Linked DNA regions of Mus musculus: region 2 is linked to region 1. A link is a contact called in public promoter capture Hi-C data. All regions are on one chromosome and are shown on one strand. The core of a region is the stretch at or near the end of the contact, and the rest is flanking DNA. Distances in the headings are between cores, read along the strand shown. Region 1 holds the start of Pi4kb (phosphatidylinositol 4-kinase beta). Region 2 holds the start of Sec22b (SEC22 homolog B, vesicle trafficking protein).

Evidence for each region. Promoter capture Hi-C pulls out the DNA fragments that hold promoters and counts their contacts.
Region 2: a promoter capture Hi-C map of hippocampal neurons shows a contact between it and region 1, with 2.9 times the contacts expected there. The contact joins the promoter of Sec22b here to the promoter of Pi4kb in region 1. A contact is called at or near these places in 2 of 39 promoter capture datasets (hippocampal neurons and liver).

Annotation. Positions count from the first base shown.
Region 1 is chr3:94,973,439-94,976,623 of GRCm38.p6, reverse strand. It overlaps Pi4kb (phosphatidylinositol 4-kinase beta), which reads right to left and starts at 1,893. Exons shown (of 11, transcript NM_175356.3): 1 at 1,539-1,893. B230398E01Rik (a long non-coding RNA gene) reads left to right here. Exons shown (of 4, transcript XR_003954666.1): 2 at 1-1,275.
Region 2 is chr3:97,899,539-97,902,873 of GRCm38.p6, reverse strand. Sec22b (SEC22 homolog B, vesicle trafficking protein) reads right to left here and starts at 1,647. Exons shown (of 5, transcript NM_011342.4): 1 at 1,454-1,647. The coding sequence starts at 1,528.

The DNA of each region.
Region 1 (3,185 bases), core at 644-3,143:
AGCCACTAGCAATAAATACCTCTCATCTGACACCTGTAGTGTTTTATAAGTTAAAAAAGTACAATTCTTCCCCCAACAGACATCCTGTTATTAGCCTATTACAGTACTGGTGCTTGCAGAATGGGCCATTTTCTCAAAAGACCATTCTAGAGTTCAAGTGAGGAAGTTACAAGCTGAACCAAGGGGCCCTGACTCTGAGTATACATCTCTTTACACTGTCTTATGTTCCTTTTCCCAATCAGCCCCAACCCCAGACACACACACACAAACACAACTTCACCTTAGGTCCAAATGCTTATGAAACTAACCAACAGTAGTCCACTAAGCTTCAGTCAGGAAAATAATGGTTCCTCTTAGGTCTAGACAGGAGTAGGAGATTCTGTGATCTAACAGAAATCCTAAAGTAATCTAAAGCAAAATTTCTCACAACTTCATTCAGTTTCCATGCTCAGTTTCTGAGCATCTTTCCTAGTGGTTGCTCTTAAACACTCAACAAAATGTAATCTGATTGATAGACTTCTTTAAAAGTTGCTTCATCCTTCAGAAACACACATCTGTCCAGAAAAGCTTGAGACAACTGTGGCTCCCCATCCTCTCACATCTTCTTAGTTCAAGCTTTAGCTGATCTGAAATCATATGTGGAGATAAAAGGCATGATAGAGAACACTTAAAGACCACAGGGAAAACAGAGCCGAGGGAGACAAACATCAGCCGAATCCTGGAGAGAATGTCAAAAGTTGGAAATCCCTGGAGAGAATGTCAAAAGTTGGAAATCACTATCTGTAGGGGTGTTCACGGCAGAGCTTTCTCCTACGGGAAGCCCTCCAGAGGGCTGGAGATTGAGAAAGGGGAAAGAGAAGCCAAAGACAGCTTCAGGTATCATCAGGCACCCTAGAGAGGGGTTGAGGACTAAGGTCAAAGTGGATGGTATCTGGGTATGATGACAGTAGTCTGAGATCCTTTAAGGAGAAGGGAATAGGCAATTCTTGGAAGTCAGGAGCTGGGGGAGTGGGTCATGGTGAGGTCATGGAATTGGAAGCAGAAGAGAGGGATACAATCTGTAGCTGAGGGAAATGAGAACTCTGTGCTGAGATTGCACAGACTCGGAAGAGTGGGGCAAAATAGGAAAAGGGATAAAGGCGGAGTCCATGGAAGAGGCTTGTGAGCAGAAACACAAACGGCGAGGAAGGCAAACATGGATGATATTGTAGAAGGGGTCAAATGTGGAAAAGGTTCACGACTTAGGAAGATAGTTACGGAACAGAGGCAACAGAGGTACGAAGTGTGTGTCCTGCTGGTGGGGAGGTGGAATCCACGGGGCAGAGGGAGGGGCTAAACTGAAGAGGAAGCCAGAAAGCAGAGAAGACTACCCCGGGCCCGAGAGGAAAGGGTGAAGGACCTCGGGGTGCAGCTGCCACCAGGGGGGCAGTTTTGTAGTCGAACCCAGGTCGCGGTAGGCTGGGCGGGACAGGGTGGCAGAAGGACCCCCCCACACACACACACAGGCAAAGGCGACTCACGGGGGAGGAGCCGCTTACCTCCGGGGAACCCTCGCGGAGGGGGTGCAGGCGGTCGGGGTCGGACTGCCGACACCGCCGCCTCAGCAGCAGCGGCCGCTCCCGGGTTCCATTGGCCGCCTGCGCTTCCCTGACAGCGGCCGCGGCGGCTGCTCCAGGCCCCGGCTGCGGGGCTGCCCGCGGCGCCGCCTGAAGGGGCCTTCACGCAACTTCAAGTTGGACCGGACCCCACTAGCAGGACACAAAATAACAATTCCTTGGCGGGTTCCGATGTAAGAGTCCCCTGGGCCCGAGCCTTTCTTCCGGGAGATTGCTTTCCTGCTTCCCGGTGTCAGGACACTACTGATGCCATCGTAATCTGAGTCGAGTGAGCTGCCCGACTCACGCCTGTTCAGAAAGGAAAAGGGGGCGGGGAAGAGCTTTTGGAAGCTAGGGAGGGGGGGCAGGGAGGAGGGGCTTACGGGGGAAGGCGGGCCCTGTGTTTGAGGGCGGGCCTAAGAGACAGGCTTTACTAAGGAAGCCGAGAGGGAAGTAGCGTGGGTAAGATCAGTGGAGGGACGTGGAGGTACCGATATTTTATGTACTTCCAAAAGTGTATGAACATGCAAATTATATATAAACTATTCATTTGCGTAAACCACTGAGTTACCGTAACTGCCACCAGTGGCTTTTTTCTCCCTCTCCTATCCTACGGGATTTCTTTCGTAAGTCAGCCGGTAGGACCCATGCAGGAGGGCCAGAAAACAGACAAGAAAGAGAAGGGACGAAAAAAGGAGTACAATCACCTTCATTTCCCTCTTCCTACTCATCTTTAAGGATGATGCCATGAGTTTGCCCCTATAGCTTCAGGAATGGCCCAGTCCAACCGCCTCAATCTTTCACTGTTTCGCACCATCACTCTGGGACAAGGTGCTGCTTCCAAGGTCACCCCAGCTGCCAAAGCCTTAACAGAGGCTGGACAAGCCAGCTTAGGAAAAGTGAGTGAAATGACAAAAGTTTGGCTTATTCCTTTTCCGAAGGCTACAAAATCATGTGAGACAGGCCTCATAGACCCCTCCCCCCCCCCCCACAATCACTGTCCCAACGCTTTTCCTGGGACTTTTCTTAGTATCTTAGGCCCCTTGTAAGGGTAGGTTTGTTTGACAGGGTTTCTCTGTGTAGCCCTGGCTGTCCTGGAACTCACTGTGTAGACCAGGCTGGCCTTGAACTTAGAAATCTGTCGACCTCTGCTTCCCAAGTGCTACGCCTAAAGACGTGTGCCACCACTGCAGGCGGGTAGGTTCTTAATATTCTACGGGTTGAGCCTAGCTCTTGGGTGACATCTTCATTGCACTTATAAGCTGATTTGAGATCTTTGTTTCCTTTTTTTTTCTTTCCCTTTCTTCTCTAGCTTCCTTCCTATCCTCTTTCCCTTTTTAGAGACAGTCTATTTTTCCCAGGCTGCTTGTGATATTCCTTGGCTCAAGCCACTGGCCTGTGGAACATGTGGGAATATATCCACATGCCCCCAAGCTGGACTAACCCTCAACTTCTGTATAATAATATTGACAATATTATTATAGCACTACATTAACAACAGTAGTATCTGATGTAATAACATTTTCTAAGGTTTGGGGGAGGGGATCAAGAAAGTATGGGTTATAGTACTACATGTCTGTTATTGAAACA
Region 2 (3,335 bases), core at 398-2,897, 2.9 Mb before region 1:
GACAGTACAGAATAATGATTAGGAACGAAGGTTCTGGTCTAGAGCCAAACTGATACTGATTTTAAAAACAATAGCTTACTTAATAAAATACTGATTACTGAAACTGGCAATTCTCAACCAGGCCTGATTTTGTCCCTAAAGGAACTTTTGCTACTGCCGTCTGGAAGTAGAGGCCAAGGATAGACGCCCTACAAGGCACAGGACAGTCTCTCCCAACAAAGTATCAACCAGCTCCAAATGGGAACAGTCCCTGATAAAAACAGACCAACCCCCAAAGCAAAGCAAAGCACCATACCAGCACCAGCACCACCAACAACCCTGGGCACATTCCATTACCCTACTTGTTAGCAGTGTGACTTTAAGCCTAAGAGCCCCTGTGAAGGGCAATAAGAGCACACACTCTGACATGGGTGGTATGAGGAGGGCCAGAGAAATAGCACCCCTAGCACTCTCAGGACAGTGCTGTTCTATATGAGGCTGTGTGTGACGTTCTGTCTACTATCATGATGGTAAAACAAGAGTCTGAGACCGATGCTTCTGCAGACATTGAAGGTTCAGAAAGGCTTATTATTTAAAATCAAAATTAATAAAGGGAAATGATAAATCACAACCAGAAAAACAAAACAAAACACTTCTGTGGAGAACTTCTCATCAATGAAACAAACCAATATTGGCAGACCAATATCAAATAAATACCAAGTTTAAAATTAAGAAAGAATCCATGAATTTTTTTCAGAAAAATTTCAAAGCAGAGAGTAGGGGCCCACTGATATTGAGTAGCATTTCAGACCCACTTTGGTCCCTCTCCTCCATTAGACTTCAGTGCAACTGATCAGATTCTGCCCATCTCTACCCCACTGATACCCCTCACGGGGAAAATATTTTTCAAAGGAAGTGTTCTCTAAGACTCCCAGCCCCCAATCTCCTTTGTCCGGATCATATTCTTGGGCTCATCTGAATAATATACTTTATGAGAGCAGGAGAAAATCAGGCATAGCCGTGAAAGTAGGCACTTTACTGAACCTTGACAACTTTGTAAGTGGCAATATTACCTCATCCTCTATCAAAATATGTCATCGAGCTAGGTCAAGGATCAAGAGCTACAGGAAAGCGAGGTGAAGAAACCAAGGGTTGGTCTTCCCCAGATATATTAGTCAGCAGCCTTAACAGCAGCCCAAAAGAAAAGTCCTAAATTCTAAGAAGGTCCCTAAAAAGTCATCACAAACTGGGTGATCAAATTAAACCTGGATAAGCTTTCTCCGGGGCTTCTGTGTAGAGAGGAACAGTTACCACCATAACTCTAACTCCTTCCACAAGGATTTCTTCTCACAGGTAGTCTTTTCACGAGCAAACGGTAAAAGAGCTCTCGAGAAGAGGGGGAAGGAGTCTGTGAGGTCGCTAGGGTCTCACTAGCCGGGAGCAGGGCGAGCTCGGGGCTCCGGCAGCAGCTTACCTGCTCGTCCTCCTGCATCGAGGCGGCCAGCGGAAGGCCGTCCGCCACACGGGCGATCATCGTCAGCAGCACCATCTTCCCTGGCTACGGAGACCAGGCCGCCTCAGTCACTGTCCCTTCTTCTCCGGCGGCGGCCAGTTACACCTCCGGCTGAGGTCCCCAACAGCTAGCCGCTGGCGTCTCCGCTTCCCGCTGAGGTGGCCGGAAACGACTTCAGAGCTTTCCACTACCGGTCCTTTCAATTGGCTTCCCACCGAGAACCACAACCACCGGGAACTTTAGTTCCGCAGTCATTCCTCCGACCAAGTCCCGCCCACATTTGTGAATTTTTGTTTCCACTAAGTGGTGTCTCTGCAAGAGGAGTGGCGCTCAAGCTTAGTAGGGCTTGAAAGGTGACTGAGAGCGAACTTTTTAGACGAATGGAGTATGAAGCAACTGTAAAGCTATGTATTTTCAGATTTTTTTTACAGAGCATTTTATGTATAATATTTTATAATCTGTGTATGTCTCAGCAGAGATTCGTTTCTTGAGGGTTTTTCTGGCCTGGGTGTTTATACTGTCACAAAGTTCTTAAACAGTTTGTGGTAAGAGATTGGCAAATAGGAGCTGGAGAGACCGCCCCAGGGATCAAGAACTCTGGCTGTTCTTTCAGAGGACCGGAGTTCAACTCAGCACCCGCATGCTGGTTTACAACCATCAGTAACTCCAGTTCCAGGGGAATCTGACACCTTCTTCTGGCCTCTCCAACCTTTCCATGCACGTGCTGCACAGGCAGGAGCGGAAGTAAGCCACCCCCACACATGAAACTTTTAAAAAGAGATCAGCAATATTTAGTATTATATATATTTATTCATATATATATGTATATATATGCATATATTAATAAATGAAGAAGTACAGGGGGATCACATACATCATTAGCCTCCCCAAATCTAGGTTCTTGGCTGCCTCTATCATGGTATAGAAAGGGGAATCTTACCAGGCTTTCCAGTAATTTGGTTTTCACTTGCTTTTGAAGCAACCTCTAGATAATCACCGTTAAGGAAGAGTTCTCATCTCTCTCTTCTTTGGTGTCCTCATCAATGAGATAGGGATATTCTTGGCCTCAAGAGGGTTTTTGTAAATATTAAATGAGAAGAACGTGGAGGTACAGGGGTTTTGTAAACTTAGAAAAGGAAGGAAGGAAGGAAGGGAGGGAGGGAGGGAGGGAGAGAGAGAGAGAGAGAGAGAGAGAGAGAGAGAGAGAGAGAGAAAGAAAGGAAGAAAGAAAGAAAGGAATTATACAAATATACTTATTACATTAGTAATAACTATTCTTTGCTAAATACTTAGTGTCTTATGATTATCTGAACATTTAACTAAACAACTCTGTGAAATTTGTTAGCTGAAGGCTCTCACTTTATACTTGGGGAAGACTGCAAAGATTTTTCCAAGCAGGTCATGTAGTTAGAAGTGATGTAAACAGGCTTTGAGCTCAAGTTCAGCTCTAGCTACTGATTAATAAGCATTCTCTCATATTATCTCTCCTCTTTCATATATAATTCCCCCCTCCAGACAGTGTCTTGCTATGCAGCTCTGGTTGGCCTAGAACTCACCTATGCTGGCCTTGTATTTACAATCACATCCTCCCTTGCTTGCCACAGCTCACACCTGTCATTTGGCAACCTGAGCCAATGTGGAGTGGAAATCAATTTTGGAGTGTATAATGCCTTATTTGGTAGAATCATAATACATTTAGAATAGTCTACAGATACCACGATCTTTAACTTCTTTCTTCCACTCAACAAAGATATGTCTTCTACCATGATCTCAAATGATTGTCCTTGATCCGATAGAATAATTTTAGTAATAGGGGATAATGGCATAAATATTGGCAATAAGG